2 separate regions of the Zea mays genome follow, and region 2 is linked to region 1. A link is a contact called in public Hi-C data. All regions are on one chromosome and are shown on one strand. Each heading gives the region's core, a stretch centred on a gene start, on an enhancer-like site or on the middle of the called end of the contact. The rest is flanking DNA. Distances are from core to core; before and after follow the strand shown.

Region 1 (5,513 bases), core at 1,951-4,450:
GCCCATGAAGAATCAAGGACATGCATCCCCCACGATGACCCTCACCAAAAACGAGAATGAACATCAAGCATCATACCAAGCTGAGCGACATTTTTGTTACAAGTGTGGTGAACAAGGTCATCTACATAAGGTATGTAAAAAGGGTAAGGTTCCTAAGCAAATAAATTCATATCATTCTTATTTGCTTATGAGTTTATTTCGCATATCATGGGTGATCTCGTTATTCCTTTATAACATCCCTCGGTAATGGTTTTTTTACTTCAACCATCCTATTGGAACCTTACCTATCTTACCCTTGATTGTTTTCTCCACTTCACCACTTCACGAGTCTTTCCTTAACTCTGTCCATGGTTATGCTTTTCATTATTATCATATTTACCCTTGACACCTCTACATCTTACCTTGATGCTTATCTTATACCTTTCCTTTTGTCTTCCATCCCAATCTAAGAGTTGTATTTTACCTTTTTTTGGTTGTATCCTCTTCTTTGTCGCTTGCGAGTTTTTATGTTCACCCTTTATTGTGCTCCTGTTTGTTATTGCCTTTACCTTTCTCATCTCTCGATCTTACCTTGGTGATTATAATATGTCCGTTATCTAAAATCTCCAATCTCCCATCTCAGTTCAAGAGTGGTGTTTTATTAATCCCGCCCTTGGTTTTAACCTCATCTTTGGTATGTGCAAGTCTTGTCTTAACTCCATTCTTTGTCGTACTCACACCTTAGGTTTTCTACACCTTTACCTCTCCTCTTACACCCTTGTATGTTATTAACCTTTAACCCTTTACATCTCTCGGTATTTTTCATGATGCTTGCCCACATTTTAAAGCCTCGCCTCTTCCATTTTAGTTCAAGGGTGTTGTTTTACCTATCCCGCTCTTGGTCGTTTCCTTTTCCTTTGCCATTGCAAGTCTTGTCTTACCTTGACCCATCCTTTGTTGAGCTTTTGTTTGATATCATCCTTACCTTTGTATTCTCTAGATCTTGTCTTGATGCTTATCTTAGGTCTGCTTTCGAAATCTCCTGTTTTCTATCTCACTTTGAGAGTGATGTTTTACTTATATCACCCTCGGCTATATCCTCTTCTTTACTGCGTGCAAGCCTTAACTTAGCTCCATTCTTTGTTGTACTTGTACCACTGACTCTTCTATGCCTTCATCTTTTCTCTTACACCCTTGTCCATTATCGGATTTGGCCCTTGCGATATTTATCTCTTTACCTAAATGCTTACTTTGAACTTACCCTTTAAAAGCCACCTCTTTTCCAACCCAGTTTGAGAGTGGTGAGTTACCTATCTCTCCCTTGATTGCTTCCCGTTTTGTCGCCTTGCAAGCTTTGTCTCTACCCCATCCCTTGCCATGCTTCTATCTGTTATTACCTTTAACCCTTGTCATCTCTCGGTATTTACCTAGATGCTTATCTTGTACCTGCATTTTAAAGGCTTCTCTCTCCTATTTTAGTTCGAGGATGTGGTTTTACATATCTCGTCCTTGGTTGTTTTCCCCTCCCTTGTCGCTTTGCAAATCTTGCTTCAGCTCTATCCTTTGTTGTGTTCATGCTCTTGTCCCATACGTCTTGTTCTTCTCCTTGTCTTTCAATAACCTTAGAGAGTAGTTATTCCCTTTTCAAGAAAGGCCACAATCTAGTTAACATTAACATGTAGCAATGAGATGCTTGTTGCTATGTGCTTGTGTTGTTTGTCTTTGTGTTATGGCTGATTTGCTTCTTTGTGATGAGTGTTGATGTGTTGTAGCCCTTGGTCCATAATGGATCAATTCACTAGGTGAGTGTTATGGAGTTAGGTAGTTGGGTTCTCCCCCTTGCTCTCTCTAATTCGCCTATGCCTACCTTTTCTCGCTATTCTCTCCTCTTGCACCTGGCAAGTTGGCAACCTCTATCTCCTCTAAATCAATCAGGATCAGAGTCGACATCGTCTTCATCAAGTGCATGGTAACAATGATCCTATTAAGGGGGTTAGCTACTAACCCCGAATGATGGCAATGCGATCAACATTGACAAACCAGGTTTAAAGTGGCACAACGGAAGCATGGTGGGCCCTAACCCACAGGTCCTAGGGTTGTCAAGAAGTCAACTTAGCGTTCATATTGTCTCGTGACTCCAATAATAAGGATCAAGTTGTAACACCCAAGGTGTTACTATACGTAAACAACGATTATGGACGTAAGTAAGAAAGGTCGGGGTGAATAACGATTTCGATATTAATCCCATCTTCGATTACCAAGATTATTCGAGAAATCTCGTTTAGCTTAGAATTTAATCATCTCACAAAAAATCGAGTTTGGTGCCATTTTCATTTTGATAATCTACGCAATTACAAAGGGTTCGAGAAACTTTTGGATTATCGAATCTTGGTTTGCTGGCGAATTTTGAACTGTTCGGATCACACACGTAAGTGAATACGAAAATCAGAAGGCTTCAGATTTTATGTAAAATCTGGAACCCCGCGCTATCCGAAAAGAACAATGCGCTAGCATATTAAGTGGATCGTTCCTCTCAGCATGTGATCGTTGGCGTCTGATCAAATGATCGACTGACGGTGAGGATCGTAAAAATTAGACGGATCTAAATACAGTCTGAAATACCGAAGCCGAACTCCACAACTAAAGTGTTTAGTGCAAAATCCGTGTCTGGACAACGCACAGACTCTCGCCCAGGTAAATGATGTGTGACGTCGTTTCCAGAAAGGATCGCAATCTCGATGCCGCATCGATATCGCGCGTTTATTTCGTGATATGTCGAGTCGTGTGTCTGAATAAAAGTTATGCAGAGAATACGAATTCGGAAGTCCGACCCACTCGAATAATTTTTATCCCCAAACAAATTTATGTCGAACTCGACGAAGGAAGTTTTCGGAACAAATTATCAGTGCCGAAATCTGTTTAATTCGGTCTGTTGCTTTTCGCCTCGATCTAAAAAGGTGAATTAACGGTACGAATTCATCCGGCTCCCAAGTATTCGCCAAATCAAATTGTGTCCAATTATTGTTATCAATCTCGTTTGATTGGACCCATTTTACATCGCTAAAAATCGTGATTCAAAAATATCTGCGATTTTTGGTTTAAAAAAAGAGAAAAGAAGAGAAATTGAGAAAAATTTGAAAAATATCTCAGCCGCAAGGATTTTTTCACGCGCAGCCTCCGTCTTTATCTTCTCCTGTAGCAATCTCTCTCCCTGCTCGCAATGTTTATCTCTTGCGCGCTCCTCTTCTTCCTCCCTGGCGCTCGGTCGCTTCTCTCTGGTCTCCACGCGCACCGCGTCCAGCTCCCTCCTCCAGCTGTGTCTGCTGCTCGCCCCAGCCTGGAGCTTCGCTCGGCTTCCAACTCCGGCGCCCGGCCGAGCTCCCTGGTACCGCGCCCCTACTTCTCCTTCTTCCCTGCCGCGTGCTGAGCGCTCTGCTCCCTAGCGCGGCCCTGCTTTCCCAAGCCAAGTCCCTCTTTCTCTCTCTGGTCTATGTGCCGCGCGTCCTGGCCAAGCTCCCAGCTCAGCGCCCAGCTTCTCTGCTTCCTGACGCGCGCGCCCAGCTGAGTCTGACCCCGTCGTGAGCTCGCCCCTGGCGCTCAGCTTCCCGTCCAGCCGCGTGCTCCTCCCTGTGCCCCAGCTCGGCAACAGCTATAAGCTCCCTGGAACCAGCGTCTCGTCGAGCCCCGCCGCACGTCCTGTTTCCTTCTCACCCATGGAAGCTACGCCCAGCCTTAATCCCCGTCGCGCCGTGCTCCTCCCTCTGTCCCTGCTGCGCGCGTCGAGCTCTGGTGATTTTCCTCCGCGCCCTGTTCCTTGCTTGCCCCTGTGCCGTCACTCAGCTCGCCATGGAGGTTGTCCGCCATGGTACTCTGCATCCCGAGCTCCCTGCGCCGGATCCCTTTCCATGCGTGTCGCGCAAGCTCCTCTGTTGGGCTCGCCAGCCTCCGTTGTCCTATCCACGCCAGCACGCGACTGTGGTCGTGTTCATCGAGTTCGCCAACACTCTGTTGCCGATTCGACTATCGTCGCTGTTGCGTGCCTCACTGCGTGCTCGCCGGGGTGTCGTCTATTGTATTCTTACACTCGCCTTGCCGCTTGTGCCAACTTCGGCCATCGCGACGTCTGCTCCATCCCGGCACCCTGCTCTTGTGCTTGCACTACAAGAAACTGATAAATGTTCGTGGGTAAAATTAAGAACGTGGGTACTTGAGTTAAGTTCATAGGTTAAGTTAAGAACGTGGGTACCCACGTTCTTAAGTTAAGTTCGTAGGCCCTGGATAAAACCGTCGAACTTAACGAGTTAGGAACGTGGGTACCCACGTTTTTAAGTTAAGTTCGTCGGGCTTGTGGACACCGTCGAACTTTAGAAGTTGTTTGGTCGACTGTTTTTCGCCCGTGATCCATTTGCACCGTGATTTGGTCCCGTTGTTCTGCGTTTGGTTGGGCCGACCCGTTTCCAATAGCGTCATGACCGGATACGGACCCGTAGCGTCTGATTACCGCTCCCTGCACTGCGTGAATCGATCCCGCTCCCCACGCCGCCTCGTGTGACCGGAGGACGAGAGCCCTAGCTGCAAGACGACCGCCGCCCTGCAAGGACCTTCGACGACGTGCTCATCGCCGGTGAGGACCACCTCTTCCTCTCTCCTCTCCCCTCTCTCACACCTTCTCCATCTCCCTGTTGTTCAATACCACCACCGATGGGGTCGCTGGGTCGCCGGGACGCCGGATCTCGGAGTGGAGGGCGCCAGCAGGACGAATGCCAGGGAGGGGGCCTCCGTCACGACGAGCTTTGACAGGCTCCACAACCCGCCGACGGCCAGAATCTCGCTCCGCCACCGCGGCTACAGGGCCTTCGTGTCCGTCCCGGGGGTAGCAGCCAAGGGTGATGTACAAGTTGGAACTTCACTTGTACTGGCCACTGCACATGGTGTATCACAATACAACAGATCCCTTCTATAGAATCACCTGATATAAGCGTCCAAACCAATCACCCTTCTCTAGAATCGTCTTGCTTAGTCCAAGAGAATACAACAGATCCATTACAGAAATTCACTGCTACTACTCAAGATTATTTGCTCCAGATCTATTACTCAAGATTATTTGCCAGATCATCTTTTGCAGCTCCCAATCTCAGGTCTTAATGTATTTTTGGATTACTGTGAAGTTGCAAGAGTACAATCTCAAGTCTTATTGTATCTTTTGCAGCTCCCACTCTTTATCACTTTATATGGTTGGAGCCTGGAGGTAGTCTTCGGCCTCAAAACACTAGCAGCTTGACTATATAGAATGATTAAATTTCTGAAAATGTTTGATTACTACCTTCACTTCAGTGTCGTTAGATGTAAATATGTAATACATGATTATTTGTTCATCAACTTAAACTATAACTTGTTGAGGGATTTTGGGAAACAATGTGAGCATATCTTCGCTTATTTCAGAATATGCACCAGGGCTATCCCAAAGAAACACTTGTGCGTTTCCTTAAGGCTAGAGAGTGGAATGTAGCAAAGGCTCATAAAATGGTAACGTT
Region 2 (5,513 bases), core at 2,200-4,699, 140 kb before region 1:
TCCAAGAGGGCACATTCATTAGCCAAACGAAGTATATTCAAGACATTCTCACCAAGTTCGGGATGAAGGATGCCAAACCCATCAAGACACCCATGGGAACAAATGGGCATCTAGACCTCGACACGGGAGGTAAATCCGTAGATCAAAAGGTATACCGGTCGATGATAGGTTCTTTACTCTATTTATGTGCATCTCGACCGGATATTATGCTTTCCGTATGCATATGTGCAAGATTCCAAGCCGATCCTAAGGAAGCTCACCTTAGGACCGTAAAACGAATCTTGAGATATTTACTTTATACTGGGCTTTGGTACCCTAGGGGATCCACATTCGACTTAATTGGTTATTCGGATGCCGATTGGGCAGGGTGTAAAATTAATAGAAAGAGCACATCGGGGACTTGCCAGTTCTTGGGAAGGTCTCTGGTGTCTTGGGCTTCAAAGAAGCAAAATTCTGTAGCTCTTTCTACTGCCGAAGCTGAGTATATTGCCGCAGGCCATTGTTGCGCGCAATTGCTTTGGATGAGGCAAACCCTTAGGGACTATGGTTACAAATTAACCAAAGTTCCTCTTCTATGTGATAATGAGAGTGCAATCCGCATGGCGGATAATCTCATTGAACATAGCCGCACTAAACACATAGCCATTCGGTATCATTTTCTAAGGGATCACCAACAAAAGGGATCACCAACAAAAGGGGGATATCGAGATTGCATATATTAACACCAAGGAACAATTAGCCGATATCTTTACCAAGCCATTAGATGAACAAACATTTAACAAACTTAGGCATGAGCTAAATATTCTTGATTCTCGGAATTTCTTTTGATGTTTTGCACACATAGCTCAATAATATACCTTTGATCATATCTCTTTCATGTGCTATGACTAATGTGTTTTCAAGTACATTTCATGCTAAGTCATAGATTGAAAGGGAATTAGAGTCTTCGGCGAAGACAAAGGCTTCCACTCCACTCCATCAATTTACTCATCCTTCGCCGTCGCTCCGCGCAACTCTCCAACTTTGGTATAATCTTCACTTATATGTTATTTACCATAGGGAGAGAAAGTAATAAGGGCTTATATTTCACTCAAGTATCCGTTTTTGGCGATTCATGCCAAAGGGGGAGAAAGTATTAGCCCAAAGCAAAAGGACCGCACCACCACCAATTTTCAAAATTTTGAGTTAAGAAAAGATTTTTCAATTGATGATTTTTCAATCGGTATCTTATTGTTGATAGAATTTCAAATTGGTTCAACCTCTTCAAAACTAATATCTAAAACCCTCTTGAACACTAAGAGGTTAAGGGGGAGTTTTGTTTAGTCAAAGGAAAAAGCATTTGAAACAGGGGGAGAAAATTTCAGATCTTGAAAATGCTTCTCAAAATCTTATTCATTTACCTTTGACTATTTGCAAAAGGACTTTGAAAAGAATTTACAAAAGAATTGCAAAAACAAAACATGTGGTGCAAGCATGGTCCAAAATGTTAAAAATAAACAAACAATCCATGCATATTTTATGAGAATTTATATTGGTTCAATTCTTAGTAACCTTTGCACTTACATTATGCAAACTAGTTCAATTATGCACTCCTATATTTGCTTTGGTTTGTGTTGGCATCAATCACCAAAAAGGGGGAGATTGAAAGGGAATTAGGCTTACACCTTTTTCCTAATTGATTTTGGTGGTTGAATTGCCCGACACAAATAATTGGACTAACTAGTTTGCTCTAGATTATAAGTTCTACAGGTGCCAAAGGTTCACAACAAACCAATAAAAAGACCAAAAAGGATTCAAATACAAGAGAGCAAAGTCAACCGAAGTGTGCCCTGGTTTGGCGCACCTGACTGTCCGGTGCACCAGGGACTCCAACTCCGAACTGCTCATCTTCGGGAATTCTGGAGGCCGCTCCGCTATAATTCACCGGACTGTCCGGTGGAGCACCGGACTGTCCGGTGTGCTAGCGGAGCAACGGCTACTTCACGCCAACGGTCGTTTGCAGAAGGCATTAAATGCGCTACAGTGCGCGCCAGAGTCAGAGCAGAGCCAGATGGCGCACCGGACAGTGAACAGTGCCTGTCCGGTGCACCACCGGACTGTCCGGTGGCCCAGAAGACATAAGCTCCAACGGTCGGAATCCAACGGTTTGGTGACGTGGCAGGCGCACCGGACTGTCCGGTGCGCCATGCGACAGCAACCTTCACCAAACGACTAGTTTGGTGGTTGGGGCTATAAATACCCAACCACCCACCATTCATTGCATCCAAGTTTTCCAACTTCCCACACCTTACAAGAGCTATAGCATTCAATACAAGACACACCAAAGAGATCAAAGTCTCTCCCAAGTTCTTAGTTCATTCCAAATCAAATAGTGACTTGTGAGAGAGTGACTTGTGTTCATTTGAGCTCTTGCGCTTGGATTACTTCTTTCTCTCATTCTTTCTTGTGATCAACTCAATTGTAACCAAGGCAAGAGACACCAATTGTGTGGTGGTCCTTGCGGGGACTTTGTGTCCCGTTTGATTGAGAAGAGAAGCTCACTCGGTCTAAGTGACCGTTTGAGAGAGGGAAAGGGTTGAAAGAGACCCGGTCTTTGTGACCACCTCAACGGGGAGTAGGTTTGCAAGAATCGGACCTCGGTAAAACAAATCCTTGTGTCTCACTCTTTGTTTGCTTGCGATTTGTTTTCACCCTCTCTCTCGGACTCGTTCATATTTCTAACGCTGACCCGGCTTGTAGTTGTGCTTAAGTTTATAAATTTCAGATTCACCCTATTCACCCCCCTCTAGGCGACTTTCAGAGATCCATGTGGGCACTACCACAGGGTGCTCGTCCCTTATGTTCTTGGCTCTTACATACATTAGGTCGTTTCTGATACCACATTGGCGCAATGAACTCCAGGGTGTTTGAGTTTGCTAAATTGGATGGAGCAGCAATGATTTGTCACGCTAACAATAAAAGGAAAAGTTATTTATTAGTTTTAAATGTTAGTAATTGCTACAAAGTACCATAATTTGTATAGAGCGCATCCAGTTTTTATTAATGCCTGACTTTAGCAACCACTCCATATTTTGATCTATCTTTTTTAATAAGTTTGAGTTCATGGGACTTATTTTAAAAACTTGAGCTCACAAACTTCCTCTTATTTGGTCTCTGTTTGGTGGAATTATGTCATTCTATAATCTCTGTTCGTTTAGTCGATCATTGTGAACTATCTTCTAATCGCTCCCTTCATTGGCTGTATTATACCAAGCCATATTGGATGGAGTAAATAACAATATCATTTAGTAAAATAAAAAACATTATATGGAGAGTTGAGATAATTAATAAAAATTTTTTAGATCTTTTTATTAGATAGTTTATATGGATATTGTTGTGAGCCGTTACAATGCACGGAAAACTAACCAGTAGAGTATAGAGATAAAGATAGAAAATAGTAGAGTAGAGATGGCTGGCCCAATGGGCCCATTTACCATGCGTTGAGCATTGACCCTATTCTCCTCTCACTACGCTAGATCACGATCACCCTGACTTCTACCGTCTCCCGTCCGCCCGTCGCAGAGTCACGGACGATGCGCCGCAGCCCGCCGTCCTGCCGAGGCACCGACGGTTGCCGCCTACCCCAGCACGGCTGCACTTCGATCCGGTCTTGCTCGTGCTTCGTGCTGTCTTAGCGGTCGATCGTCGCCATCTCCCCTCGGTGCTTGGCCGTCCAGCGGGAACGGCGCAGCCGCGCAGGCGCAACGGGTGCTCGCCTTTCGACAAGGGCGCCCCCCGCGCCAGCCCAAGCGCCAGCACCAGCGAGGCCGGGGCGGAGCACAGGAGCCCGCCGCTGGCCTGCTGCTCAAGCCCCAGGGGCGGCGGATCTACAGCCGGCGCCGAGGGAGGTAACGATATCAAATTTCCCATTTCCGCTTTGTAATTTCCCCTTTTTACTAAACATCTCTAGTTTGAACTATATATACCTTTTATTTGTGCTACTGTAACTCTTCGTATCTTTCAACCGAAGTATTTTCTTTGCATTGTAAATACCCAACATTGAAATCCTGGATCCGCCACTGCCATCATACCCCTATCCAGTGCTTCATGGACTTAGTGTTGTCAACTTGGCATCAGCTTAATTTCTTCCAGCATGGTTGTTAGATTGGTCAAATTGTCCTGGATCACAAACTGTGTACCATCTGAAGATCTACCAGACTATATTGACTATTACTCATAATGCTTGGTTTCCTAGCCAACCATCCATTCAGTAGAGCGTTTTGCTTGAGGGAGGAGTTGTCAGGTTGGAGTTCTTGAGCATGTCCTTGCCATCATTCTCAGCTCATTAACCTAGATATGAATTCAAATGGTTGGGGAGAATGAAGAGGATTTATTGATTTGTTTCGATGGTATGTGGGATTGGGATATTTTGTTTTTCTGGTGATACTGATGCACTTGGGAGATAAAGATGTCTTTATCTGAAAATATCGAAGCCTATCCCCGTTCTTATGCATCAAATTAGCAATGCTCCGCCACAACAAGCAAATTTGAATTAGGTGGCTGTGGATTTGCTTGTGCTGCTTACCATCAATGCGACAATTGTGCTGTTTGTGACCTGCAGTGTTCTTTTTGGGGTCTGACCACTGTAACAAGCTATGATATTGTCCCACAGATATTTTCTGAATCATGAACCAAATTATAGCCGCAGGACTAATGTCTGAGTTTTATCACAGTCTAATAACTAACCTTTAGAATTAAGTTATGTTGTATCAAAAATGACATATTAACAAGGTTATTAAAACGACGAAACGTTGAAACGCTCATGGGTGAGTTTTAACTTTTAAATGGTTTAAACAAAGTTTAAACGTAGTTTTAAACAACATAGGGAAATTTCAATATATCATAATTTCATGCAATTATATCAAGCCAAATACCAAACAACCAACATAAGTTCTCATGTGATTCAACTTCATCAAAGTATTGTCCCTTTGGTCTATCCCTTTTTCCTTCATCCAAAGCCTCCTTTAATTCTCTAGCAATTGCAGTTGTGGTATTGGGACACTTGAGGATATCTTTGTATCCGCCCACAAGATCTTTCTTCACCCTCAGAATTGCTCCTTTAATTTGCCTCGGGCAAAGGGCGCATTGGATCAACTCTCGCTTGCCAGGCTCTACATAATAGGCATACTTCCAGCCTAGATCATCAGATTTGGGTTTCCTTTTTGGATCTTTCAGTGGATCATATCCATCACTTCGTATTTGAGAGCCAGCTGCAGATGCTTCCGTGCTAAAACCAGCCATTTCTCCTCCAATCTATTCTGCAATAATGGAATGCATATGTTCAGATGACAGCACCTCACCTCAATCCTTCTTCCTTCAGCAAATTAAGATGGTAGATTTGGATTAATCAGGCTGAACAGCTAGAGGACGGTCTCTGCCATTACTCACCAGTGAAGGAAAGCTAGAGGGCGGTCTCTGTAGTGGCCGGCGGACAGCGGGAGCGGCTGGACTCTGGAGCGCGGCTGAGCGGCGGC

What was found. Hi-C and Micro-C count contacts between places; a contact is called where the count stands out from the background.
Region 2: a Hi-C map of leaf shows a contact between it and region 1, with 4 times the contacts expected there. The contact joins the promoter of LOC103641007 here to the promoter of LOC103642374 in region 1. A contact is called at or near these places in 4 of 25 Hi-C or Micro-C datasets (ear, leaf and tassel).

Annotation. Positions count from the first base shown.
Region 1 is chr10:34,940,995-34,946,507 of Zm-B73-REFERENCE-NAM-5.0, reverse strand. It overlaps LOC103642374, which reads left to right and starts at 3,200. Exons shown (of 9, transcript XM_035963245.1): 1 at 3,200-3,364; 2 at 5,189-5,227; 3 at 5,422-5,505. The coding sequence starts at 3,200.
Region 2 is chr10:35,083,219-35,088,731 of Zm-B73-REFERENCE-NAM-5.0, reverse strand. It overlaps LOC103641007 (Phosphatidylinositol N-acetyglucosaminlytransferase subunit P-related), which reads left to right and starts at 3,449. Exons shown (of 5, transcript XM_008664423.3): 1 at 3,449-3,887.